Regions from separate parts of the Sus scrofa genome. Here regions 1 and 2 are each linked to region 3. A link is a contact called in public HiChIP or PLAC-seq data. All regions are on one chromosome and are shown on one strand. The core of a region is the stretch at or near the end of the contact, and the rest is flanking DNA. Distances in the headings are between cores, read along the strand shown. Region 1 holds the start of MYL6B (myosin light chain 6B). Region 2 overlaps RBMS2 (RNA-binding motif, single-stranded-interacting protein 2). Region 3 holds the start of PAN2 (PAB-dependent poly(A)-specific ribonuclease subunit PAN2).

Evidence for each region. HiChIP or PLAC-seq counts read pairs in DNA pulled down with a chosen protein or histone mark.
Region 1: an H3K27ac HiChIP or PLAC-seq map of alveolar macrophages shows a contact between it and region 3. The contact joins the promoter of MYL6B here to the promoter of PAN2 in region 3. A contact is called at or near these places in 1 of 5 promoter capture datasets (liver) and 1 of 2 datasets of contacts at active chromatin or transcription factors (alveolar macrophages).
Region 2: an H3K27ac HiChIP or PLAC-seq map of alveolar macrophages shows a contact between it and region 3. The contact joins the enhancer-like site here to the promoter of PAN2 in region 3. A contact is called at or near these places in 3 of 5 promoter capture datasets (fetal liver, fetal skeletal muscle and liver), 8 of 47 Hi-C or Micro-C datasets (embryonic fibroblasts, epiblast stem cells, fibroblasts and 3 more) and 2 of 2 datasets of contacts at active chromatin or transcription factors (alveolar macrophages and skeletal muscle).

The regions. Positions count from the first base shown.
Region 1 is chr5:21,552,555-21,556,268 of Sscrofa11.1, reverse strand. MYL6B (myosin light chain 6B) reads right to left here and starts at 1,918. Exons shown (of 8, transcript XM_003126266.3): 1 at 1,527-1,918; 2 at 1-208. The coding sequence starts at 162. LOC106507496 (a long non-coding RNA gene) reads left to right here and starts at 1,803. Exons shown (of 5, transcript XR_002344288.1): 1 at 1,803-2,272.
Region 2 is chr5:21,929,872-21,933,853 of Sscrofa11.1, reverse strand. RBMS2 (RNA-binding motif, single-stranded-interacting protein 2) reads right to left here. Exons shown (of 17, transcript XM_021092894.1): 17 at 325-3,982. BAZ2A (bromodomain adjacent to zinc finger domain protein 2A) reads left to right here. Exons shown (of 29, transcript XM_001927752.7): 29 at 1-1,327. Among named protein-coding and RNA genes, the nearest start is that of BAZ2A, 51 kb to the left of the region's middle. Within about 2 kb of position 2,028, at least 12 of the 83 cell types and tissues checked have an H3K27ac peak or open chromatin away from gene starts, as enhancers often do. A contact at or near this core is called in alveolar macrophages, where this site is marked.
Region 3 is chr5:21,729,261-21,733,137 of Sscrofa11.1, reverse strand. It overlaps PAN2 (PAB-dependent poly(A)-specific ribonuclease subunit PAN2), which reads left to right and starts at 2,610. Exons shown (of 20, transcript XR_002344302.1): 1 at 2,610-2,624. IL23A (interleukin 23, alpha subunit p19) reads right to left here and starts at 722. Exons shown (of 4, transcript NM_001130236.1): 1 at 552-722; 2 at 234-335. The coding sequence starts at 722. STAT2 (signal transducer and activator of transcription 2) reads left to right here. Exons shown (of 24, transcript NM_213889.1): 24 at 1-108.

The DNA.
Region 1 (3,714 bases), core at 669-3,168, 180 kb after region 3:
TGGTGCTGGTGCTGGTGCTGGTGCTGGCGCTGACGCTGACGCTGGTGGTGGCTTGGCTGGAGGGGCCCCTGCTGCTGGCTTGGCAGCAGGCGCAGCAGGCTTGGGGTTAGGGGGCCCCACTGGTTTCTTCACGGGAACGGGAACATCCTTCTTGGGAGGCATGATGTCCGGTGGCCAAAGGACAGTGTGCCGATGGGGGCACCCATCTCTGTTTAAATAGCCAGGGAGTCTGGGATGTCAAGGGGCGGGGGCAGGGGCAGGGAGCCAGTTGGCGATGGGGAGGGTGAGATAGAGGAGAGATATGCTGGCCTGCCCTCACTCCCCTGGCCTCCTATGGTTCAGGACTCCTGCCCCAAGGTCTTCTCCCTTCTGTCCACCTGGCCCCAAATGCTGACCAGAACAATGGCCCCTTTGGGGGCAGGGGGAGGAAGCCAGAGACTGCCCAGAATGGGGGAGTTAACCTCCGGGGTGAGGATAGGATGCTTGCCAGTGACAAACAGTAAAATAGGGGTGAGGCAAAGAAGGAGATCCAGGCATTCAATGCCCTCAACCCTCTGACTCAGAAGAGCCCTTTTTCCTAGCAGCTTTAGACTCTTGAAGGCTGAAGCAGGGATGGGGGCCTTGTGAACTGTGATTGTTAAAGTGGGGTCTGGGAGTAGTGAAAGGTGAAAAAAACAAGCAGACTCTCTGCTCCTCTCTGACCATGGATGAGAAGCAGGGATAGTGGATCCCACAGCTTCATAATCCTGAATACTGTAATTCTCTAACCCTCTTCCTGCCAGCCCAGAACTGGAACTGTGTACAAAATAGAGACAGAATAGTAAGAGAAGAGTGTGACCTCCCCCTCCGATTGTTCCTGTACCCAGTGTTAAACGTTTAAGGAGCGGGGATGCGGGCAAGGACAGTTTAACACCCACCATCCATACTCCCAAGGAAGGAACACTTGTCCACAAACCTATGGTCATTCAGGTCAGACACAAGTAGGGTGTCTGAACCTGCAGGGGCTCCTTGCACCTGGGGGGAAGGGCAGGCTCTGAGAGGCAAAGGGCTTAATTTCTAAAATCTCTAATCCAAAAGGACGTGGGAGGCCCTTTGGCCTCCATGAGTACTCATTCCCAACCAGAGGGATAATAAAACCTCCAGACTAGGTTGCCAGATTACAAACCTTGCTGGGAGCGCTGGGGTAGAGTCGAAGTCCGGGCATATGGGGTGGGGGGGGGGGCGTCACTGGCTAGTTTTGTTCTGGGGTTAAAGAAAGAGACGATTTAAACAGCATTCCGAGGAAGATAAGAGTGATCCCACTTAGGTCCTGGGGTTCAGAGAGTTGATGCTGGGTCTCCCACTCCAAAAAAGTCTCTGAATCTCATTACTGCCAATTGCCTCATTTTAGGAAAATAAGCACATCACTCTCTCTCTCTCTCTCTCTCTCTCTCACACACACACACCACACACACACACACTCACATACACACACCCTAAATATTAAATAAAGGAAAGAGTCCCTCCCCAAAGCCCCAAAAACTCACCCTGAGGGGTCCAGGTAAGAGGAGGAGGCGGGGCGAAGGGCAGCCGCAGTCCCTGAAGGGTTAATTTCGCCAGCCACCGAGCATGCCGGGAATCGTAGTCCTCGCGCGCGCCCGGAGGCTCACGGGAAACTCCGCTTAACTACGTAAGGGGGGCGGTGTTAGTGCGGTGGCTTCCGGCCCGAAGCGGCGGTTGGTGACTCAGTATGTTTGGGGCGCGTTTCTTATCCCGGAAAAAGTACTTTTCACTGACTCTCAAAACGTGCGCGGCCCTTCAGAATATCTCCCTTGTTTGGCCCTGAGTTCACTGTTTAGTGTGGGCGGAGCTGTTTTCCTGAGTTCGCTGTGAGAACGCGGAAGCAGCGGAAGGGTTGTAGCTGCCCCAGGCTCAGATAGAAGGTCAGGTAGCTCAGGAAGCACTTAACGGCCCCGGGCCGAGTGGTTAGGTCAGTTTAGCTTCCTGTTGCAGTTCGGTAGAAAATAGAGGCCATTGAGTGGCTGTATGACTTGGAACAGTAAAGTTGTTTGTTTGAAGTGAACTGGTAGTTGAAGTAAACGTTAAAATTTGGAATTAAGCCGGCTAACCTGCCGCAGTCCGAGTTGAAGTTTCTCCATTCTGCGGCCGCGTATGCATCAGGCACCCTTTCTGTTCTTCACAGGTCTCTTTGGAGTGGAGGCCTGCGTTCTCCAGCTCTTGACTCTGAGACATCTCTGCCCAGCATTGGACATCTCTTTCCCGTGGATGGCTGGTTGTTTTTTAGATTTTTTTTTTTTTTAATGGTCGCACCTGTGGCACATTGAAGTTCCCAGGCGAGGGGGGGGGGTCCAATTGGACCTACAGCTGAGGCCTGTTCCACAGCCAGGGCAACAGGGATCCGAGCTGCATCTGCTACCTACATCACCTGTGGCAAAACTGGATCCTTAACTCACTGAGTGAGCCCAGAGATTGAACCTGCCTCCTCACAGAGGTAGCGTCGTGTCCTTAACCTGCTGAGCCACAGAGGGAACTCCTTGTTTGTGTTTAATTGAGGTATGGTTGGTACAGAATATTCTGTTTCAGGTAGGTTGTATGTACTCCATTAATAGTTATAAATATTGGTTATATTCTCTGTGTTGTACATCCCCCAAGATGCTTTTGAAAGGTCTCCTTTGGGCTGGTAAGGAACCAGCCCAGCCCCACTGATCTACTACTAGATGGAAGAGTAAATGCCCTGAAGGTGCATACCATGCTGGAGATTGGGGCTTGCACGGGCTTGCTTGCAGGCAGTGGGTGGGAGTAGAAAGCCCACAAGAGGTCAGAAGAGTGAGGCATAAATGAACTTAATGGGCAGTGCAGAATTGATGTTGGCTGGTTGGGGAAGGCTTTTTGGAAGAGTAGAAATGGATTGTATAATAAAAACAATAACCGATGAGGAGGTGGAGGGTGTTAGCAACCATTTCTGAAGGTCTCCACAGAGCAGGTACTGCATGAACCATAGAGGGTGCTAAAGAGTGTGGATTCAGACTAGCCTGCTTAAATGTGATGTTTTATTTGCTATTGTTTTGAGTTCTTTTTCAGGCTACTTAATTTTTGTTTGTTTGTTTGTTTTGTTTTTTTTCTAGGCCACATCTGCATCATATGGAGGTTCCCAGGCTAGGGGTGGAATCGGAGCTCCAGCTGCCGGCCTACACCGCAGCTACAGCAGCTCGGGGTCTGAGCTTTGTCTGTGACCTACACTGCAGCTCATGGCAACCCCGGATCCCCACCCACTGAGTGAGGCCAGGGATCGAATGCACATCCTCATGGATACTGGTCGGGTTCATTTCCACTTAAACACAACGGGAACTCCCAGCCTACTTAAATTTGAATCTAGGGTCTTCAAGGTACTTACCTCCAGCAAGTTTATATATCTTACTGTGCCTAAGTTCCTTCATCTATAAAATAATAGTAATACCTATCCTGTAGGTAGTGGGTACCTACAGTGCTGTTGGGAGTATTCAGTGTGTTAATCTTTATAAAACACGATGGGTTTAGCATATGGAGTTCCCATCATGGCTCAGCAGAAACAAGTCTGACGAGCATCCCTGAGAACACAGGGTAACCCCTAGCCTCGCTCAGTGGATTAAGGATCCAGCGTTATCGTGAGCTGTGGTATATATAAGTCAAGACTTGGATCCAGTGTTGCTTCAACCTCTAGCCTGGGAACCTCCA
Region 2 (3,982 bases), core at 779-3,278, 200 kb before region 3:
AGGTTCTCATACTTGCCTAGGGGAAGACTGCGTGAGGATGACGGGTTTGATGTCTGAGACAGCAGGCAGTGGTGCAGTATGCCCCTAAACTCCAAGGTTTATCCCTAAATTTCCAAGCTTGGCTCTTCCTGTGCAGGAGGCATACAAGGCAGAATTTCTGCTTATGTGGATTGAACAGGTGCTCCTGGCCAAGGTGTTAGAACAAGGAATTCAAGCATGCCCAATAACCTGCCCTGTGAGACGTGGCTGTGGCTTCCTGTGTTCTCACTGTAGCAGATATATGTGCCCATCACCACTTTCCACCCAGGATAAGACACCAGGAGGTAGACTTTCGTGTTTTATTTCAGAGTAAAAGTTGAAAGAAGATAAAGCTATACCAAATTGTAGGCAAAGAACATGAGAATACCAAGAGTCAGAAAAAGAACAATGGGTGGCATTGGCATAGACATGGCAGGAGTTGTAAAACTAGTAAACTCTGGATAAAGGAACACAAACTACAAAATGTGCGTTTGAGTCTAAATCAAACTTGCTGTCCAAGGTAGTAAGTGCATGCGAGAGAGCAGTCAAAAAAAGGTGTGTGTTGGGATGTGGGCATCAGTAATTGAGGGAGAACTTTCTTTACTTAGGCTAGGAAAGCTTATCACCCTCCAGACTGGAGGTTTTGTTTGGTGACAAATTAAACTAATGAATAGGTGGAGAAGGAACATCTCTGCTTTCAGCCCTGAGTGCATGCTTACCTTCTCAGCAGAATGACAGCCACTAACTGGCCAACTCTCTCAGCCTCTCAGGTTCTGAGCTCTGCTCCAGTGTCATTGTTCCTGGGGGTGCCTTCCAAGCATTAGTTAATATCCTAGGTAGTTATTACTTGGGCTACCCTACCCCCTGGCCTACCACAGCAAAACCTAACTGAAGAGTCTACACTATTCTGGAGTGATAAATGAGGTAAAAATCTCGTAAGATATTTCAGAAGTAGAAATAACCAAAAGAGGAGTCCCTGTCGTGGCACAGCATAAACAGTCCAACTAGGTGAGGTTGCGGGCTCCATCCCTGGCCTCGCTCAGTGGGCATTACCATGAGCTGTGGTGTAGTCGCAGACGTGGCTTGGATCTGGCGTTGCTGTGGCTCTGGCGTAGGCCAGCAGCTGTAGCTCCAATTAGACCCCTAGCCTGGGAACCTCCATACGCCATGGGTGCAGCCCTAAAAAGACAAAAAGCCAAAAAAAAAAAAAAAAGACTGACAAAGTTAATGGAATAAAAAATTATTTAATCTTAAATGCACTCATGAAATAGGGCATGGGTTTGTAGCAGTGATTAAAAAAAAAAAAAAAGAAATAACCAAAAGAGTTTTTACATTTGACTATGAGCCCTTTCTAGCCCCCAGCTTCCTAACCTTCATGAAGGGAAAAACAGAGTAAAGGAAGGAAAGAGTAAACCAGGTGCTTGTGCCCTTGTTGAACTGTAACACTGTGAGGTAGATCTGTAACAAGGACAAGGAAGATCTGGGGATGTGTCTGGAGAATGAAGGTTTATTCAAAATGGAAGTGGATAGGCCAGAGAGAAGGAGCAGTGCTAAGTGGGGTGAGACGGCACCTAGCTTTCTCATTACTATAGTTGGGGACCACCCCTAGGGAGGTACAGCATTGAGCAAAGGTGGGAATGGTGATAGAGCTCACAGGCCTGTCTCAGTTGCTGCAGGAAGACCATTCTACAAAAGGAGTGGGTAAGCTGAGTAAACCTGAGGGTTCAACTAATGCTTGGAAGGGCCTAAAGGTAGTAGCACAGAAATGGAGTAGTTAGTTTAAGAGGGAATGAGGAAGGATTAGTGTGATAAGGCACAAGATTTAAGAGCTAGTCCTTACAGACTGACTTTCATAATAACCCACCCTCTCTGAGCCGATCTAGCAAGTCTGGGGACAGGTTTAGTTAGACCTGGTCTCCCAGGCAAGTTTACTGCTCTAGGCAGAGAAGGTCAAAGCAGCCCTCTCATAAATGCAATGCTGCTGCTCTCCCAGAAGGTGGGGCAAGTGCACAAGAGAGCAGATTTCCGCCCCCTCATAGATTCTACTGTCGGGATCCCTGGATCATTCTATTCCAGGAAGGGTTCTCACTGCGCCTTTTTGGAGTGGGCCCCCAAAAGGATGACACTCAAGTGGCAGAGAATGAGCACTGCAGACACTGAAGGGCCGAATGAGCTCAGTGATGAGTCAGGAAAGGAAGAATGGAACTGGGCTGAGGTGGCCCAATGTGAGGGAGGTTGGTAGGGCAGCAAAGGCTAGTCGTCACCCTCAGTGCAAGCAATGTCCCCTGCGAACCCCATCTGTTACTGACAAGGGCTATTTATTACTTCTTCAGAGGCACCAGGCTTCCTAGTCTGGGTGTCTCCAAATTCTTTGGTTAAAAACACTCTTTAAAAACAACATGTCTCCCCATCATCATTTCCACATCTTCCCTAACCTCGACCTACATCCTCTTCCAAAAAGTCTAATTAGCCTCAGGGTTGAGTGTCATCTCAGAGTTGAGAAGGGAACAGTAATAGCACTAGTATGAGATGGGACAAACAGGCTCTGAGCCTAGTAAAGGAATACATCATCTGAGAGAGGGATTCTGATACGTTCTATTTGACTGAAAATAGAAAAACACAAAGTACTAGAATATTTTAAGACTGTTGTGAGCATCTGTAATGAGTGGGGGTGAAATGTGAAGTACAGAGAGGGTATGACCTGGGCTCCAAGAAGACAGAGCTTATGATGTTGCGGGGGTGGGGTGGGTGGATTTTTGGCTGCATCTGTGGCATGAAAAGATTCCCAGGCCAGGGATCAAACCTGTGCCTCAGTTGCAACAGCTGTGGCAATGCTGACTCCTTAACCTGCTATTACCAAGTGGGTACTTCACAGCCATAGTGCTTAAAGAGCCCAGCTCTAGGCTGTGAGCTTGAAGGCTACTCTCCACAATTACTCTTCCACCATTGCACTATTTCATGAGAAAAAAAATATCCCTCATTCCTCCTCTCCTTTCTCCAATCACTCACCCATGTTAAGAATTGTTAAAAATGAACTTAAAGGAAGCTCCCTTGTGGCAGAGTGGGTTAAGGGTTTGGTGGTGTCACTGCTGTGGTGCAAGTTCGATCCCTGGCCTGGGAACTTCCACATGCCATGGGTGCACCCAAAAAAAAAAAAGAACAACTAGGGAAAAAATATCATGAGTGTATCCCCAAAATACCCAAATGAAATTCCACGATGCCATGAACCACTTCAAAAATAACTCCAGGCTCTCCATCATTTCCCATGCCCAAGCCTGCCCAAACCAGAACTCCTAACAGAATCCATTATGCAGATTCACATGAAGAGAACACACAAAAAGTAACTTTGGAATTGTAAAACAAAGAAAACCACAGCCATATAAACATTTAAATATGGAGAAAGTAGACAGAACTAGGAATTCTGGAAGGCAGAGGAGGGGCAGCAGTGATATGAACAGTTTCTACACATGAAAGGCCCTAATTTCACTAAACCTAGCAAAGCAAGGCTTCCCCAAACTACTATGGATTAAGTTACTAGGATTCTAGATTCTTCTCCTTTTCTTCAAGGCCACTGCAAGAAATCTATGGGCTTCACTAAGGGCTAGAGACAGCTCAGAAACAAGAGCTACCTGCCCAGACAAACCCTTCTAGAAGGTTACTGGGCATGGGGCTGTTTGACATTAGGGAAATCCTGAGATTGGAAGTACCCATGAGAAAATTAATAGCGGCAATTTTGTCCTTTACACTTTTTGTCCTACATATTGTTCCCAAGCCCTGCCCCAGGGATGTACAAAAGGACACTTGAGGCACAGGGACTCTCAACTCTGGGGTGGGTGGAGGGAAGGGAAAGTGGGGCCCAAGCTCAATGTACAACTGATACCACAGCTTCTTCCCACCCAGCATCATCGCCCTCTCCCTACAGCCGGCCTCATGGAAGGCCCTGGTGCTCTGTACTCCATCACCC
Region 3 (3,877 bases), core at 1,361-3,860:
TAAAATACAAGAACTCTGCATCCTGGAAGAGGGCCCTCAACTATGCTGGCACTCTGATCTCAGATCTCCACTCTCCAGAACTGAGAAATAAATGTCTGTTTATAAACTACCCAGTCTTTGGTTTGTTATTTTAGCAGGTTGAATGGACAAAGACAGAAGTTTTCCTAAGTCACTTTGGGGTCCAGTTCTGTCCCCAGTCCCCTCTTCCTTGTGGCCCAGCCTCATCTTAGTACCTGACTGTTGTCCCTGAGTCCCTGAGGATCACAGCCATCCCCGCACTGGATATGGGGGACTTCACTTGTAGTCTCATCATCTCCCTCTTCTCTTGGTAGATCCTGGAATGGAAGAGGGGTGGGAAGAGTGAAGAAATAAGTACCTTCAAACCCCACCTGGATCCTCAGGCAGTGACTCTCCCTAGATCCCTGCTTCCCGTCCTCTCTTACCTCCTGATGGCCTTTAACCCTCCAGCTTCCACCCCAGGCCTCAGTCTCCCACTGCAGCCTTGGAGAGCTTAGATAGGCTTCTGTTTGGTCCCAGAGGTTGCCACTCACCACATGTCCCATTGGTAGATGTGCAGTCCAGGCCAGCGTGCAGAGCTGCTGTGAGAGCTGCTGGCCTTGAGCCCAAGCAGGGCTGCTGCCCTCAGGCACAGCCCGGCCCTGAGAGGTCCAGGGCAGTAGCAGCAGCAGCAGCATCAGCATCACAGCTCTGCTTCCCAGCATCTCCTTGCCTGCTTTTCAGATCTGGCTGGTTCCGTTCCTTTCAGTCCCTGTGGAGTCTCTGTCACTTCTTGCTCTGAGCCTGTTCTGCGCACCTCTGGTTTGGATCCCTCTGTTGTTCACCGAGTTTCTGAGCTGCTTCCTGTAGATTTTCTCTTGTCTCTGAGTCTCTTTTTAAGGTCCCTGCATCGTAAAACCCGCCCTTTATACTAGCAGGTGACTCACAGCAGGTGGGATTCCCCTCCCTGCATCATCCCCCTCCGTGGAGAGCCCAGGTAAGCAGCCTCAGTTCCAGGGGAAATGAATCGTGTGGTTGCTGTGGCTGGAGGCCTGGGATGGGACTTGTGTGTAATGCTCTCCAGGAATCAAAGTGGCTGTGGAAAAGGGTAGGGGTGGGTGTAACAAATATTTAAATGAATCTAGTCTTAAGTTCCTTCCTGTTTAACCTTTCCCACATCTTTTTGCCTCCAGAGCGATATCTTCCCTCCCTTCAAAACTAATTTCCTCATCTCCTCCTGCCTGAGTAAAAACCAAAACAGAAGCATGCGTTCATCTCTTAATAGGATGGTTAGCTGAGTTTGGAATGAAGTTTGGTCCCCACCTGATGCCCTCAATCTAAGAATAAGGGGGCTTTTTCTTCTCTATTGGGAACATTTTGATTTCCACTGGGAGAGAATGGATATGAAAGCACTTTGTGAACTATGAAGCCACATAAGTTCAGTATAAGGTATTATTTTTCCCTCACCTCAGGCCTCACTTTGGAGGATAGGAGGGCTATGGGAGGGCGAGAGCTGTTGCTAAGAACCATCTGACTGCTCAACTTTAGTGGCCCAAATTTCATGGGCTCTGTGGAATTCAGGTGATTTGGGGCGGGGGCGTGGGGGGGGCAGTATAAGCCAAGGCTAGAAATCCAACTGTCATTCCAATACCCAGCCCCTTCCCCGTGGCTAGAAGTCCAGGAGTTCTGGGTGGTTGAAGGTGCACAATGTCAGTGACCCCGGCTCAGTCCTTCAGCCTGTTGCATCCGTGGGTAAAATCCACTGATACTGATTTCATCACCATCCCTGATGCAACATTAAGTGAAACAGCTGAGACTGTGAGGTTGGGCGTGGGTGTGGAGGGTGGTCCAAATCTGGGACTGCCCCAACCCCAGTGGAGGGTCCCAGGACAATTTGGACGTCAGAATGAGGCCATGGATGACCACACAGATAGCTCCCAAAGCCTTCCCAACAGCTTGATCCTTTTTCTCTGAAAAACTTACACTTGACAGAGGTCTCCCTTCCCTTAGGACTATTCAGAACTGCCCAATGAAATTACAGATTCAAATATGACTCTGTGGTAAATCCATCCTTTAGGTAAAACATTTCCAGCATCAGAGAGATTACCTCAGTTTGAAGGAGAAATGGTTTGCCTTTCTTTACATCGGTGGATACACATGGAATAAGGAAATTGAGGTTGGGTGGGGGTAGGAGAGCTCACCTCAGGTTTGTATAATGTGTCCCATGCTTTTCCCACCTCTGGTTCCCATTCTGGGAGCCCTTTAGGATAGGAGATGGAAGGTGAAAAGGAGGAGGAGGAAGTGGAGCCCTGGGGGATGGGATGAGAGGGACAAGGGTGAGTTGGAGGCACGGGGCTTTGTTTCACTTCCTGGTGCTTCGGGAGTTGGATAGGAAGCAAGGTTGGCGGGGCAATTGTGGGACTGTTCTGTAACAGGAACTACTTCCAGGACTAGATCTGACCTGGAGCTGCAAGGAGCCCTTGACGTCAGCAGGACCTCAACCGTTATGCAAACTACATTGACAAGACACTCCCAAGCAGGCCTTTCCAGTTGGATCCCCAGATGCCAAATCCAGTTGAAGTTTCCCCAATTGGTTAATAATGACGGCTTATCTCACTTTAAGCCAGGTACTTGATTTAAGCACTTTTCATGTATTAAAATCATTTATTTCCCATAACCCAACAAGGTATTATTATCCCCATATTACAGATGAGGAAACTGAGGTGCAGAGGTAAGTAACTTGCCTAAGACCACAGAATGGTCCTCCAACTAACTGGACAGAATTACAGTGCAGACTTCAGGTCCTGCATTCTCAGTTGTTCCATTCTAATGGACACTGTGAAGCAGACACTGAACACCCTAAAAAAAGTAGCTCATTTCTTTATTTAGTCTTTTTAGGGCCACACACATGGCATATGGAACTTCCTGGGCTAGGGGTTGAATCTGAGCTGCAGTTGCCAGCCTACACCACTGCCATAGCAACACCAGATCCAAGCTTTGTCTATGACCTGCACCACAGCTGGAGGCAACGCTGGATCTTTAACACTCTGAATGGGGCCAGGGATTGAAACTGCATCCTCATGGATACTCGTCCTGTTCATTTCCACTGAACCGCAATGGGAACTACTAAAGTAGACCATTTAACTCAGGTGTCTCTGGTACCTCAGGCCCTGTAATTCTCATTGTGAAGTTTCTCCTAATTTTTTTTTTTTTAAGGGCCACACCTGCGGCATATGGAAGTTCCCATGTTCCCAGACTAGGCGTCGAATCAGAGCTGTAGTTGCCAGCCTACGCCACAGCCACAGCAACGTAGGATCTGAGCCGTGTCTACAACCTACATCACAGCTCACGGCAATGCCAGATCCCCAACTCACTGAGCGAGGACAGGGAACAAACCTGCATCCTCATGGATACTAGCTGGATTCGTTTCCACTGTGCCGCAACAGGAACCCCCAAGTTTCTCTTAATTTGAGACTTCAATATGTAAATTTCTCAACCGTAAAAAACTGTCCCTGTTTCTCAGCACTCATCTTTTTTGCAAGATTTTATTTTTTTAAGGCCACACGTGTGGCATATGGAAGTTCCCAGGATAGGTTTCAAGTCAGAGCTGCAGCTGCTGGCCTATGCCATAGCCACCGTAATGCAGGTCTGTGACCTACACCACAGCTCACAGCAACATCGGACACTTAACCCACTGACTGAGGCCAGGGATCGAACCCACATCCTAATGGTTACTAGACGGGTTCATTACCATTGAGCCATAACAGGAACTCCTTTGTAAGATGTTAAATCTAGGGACCCTCTCTGAGTTAAGGTGTTTTTCTCTGAGGTCTATGACATCTGACTAAGTCTAAGACCCCTTCCTTACAGAATCCTGGAA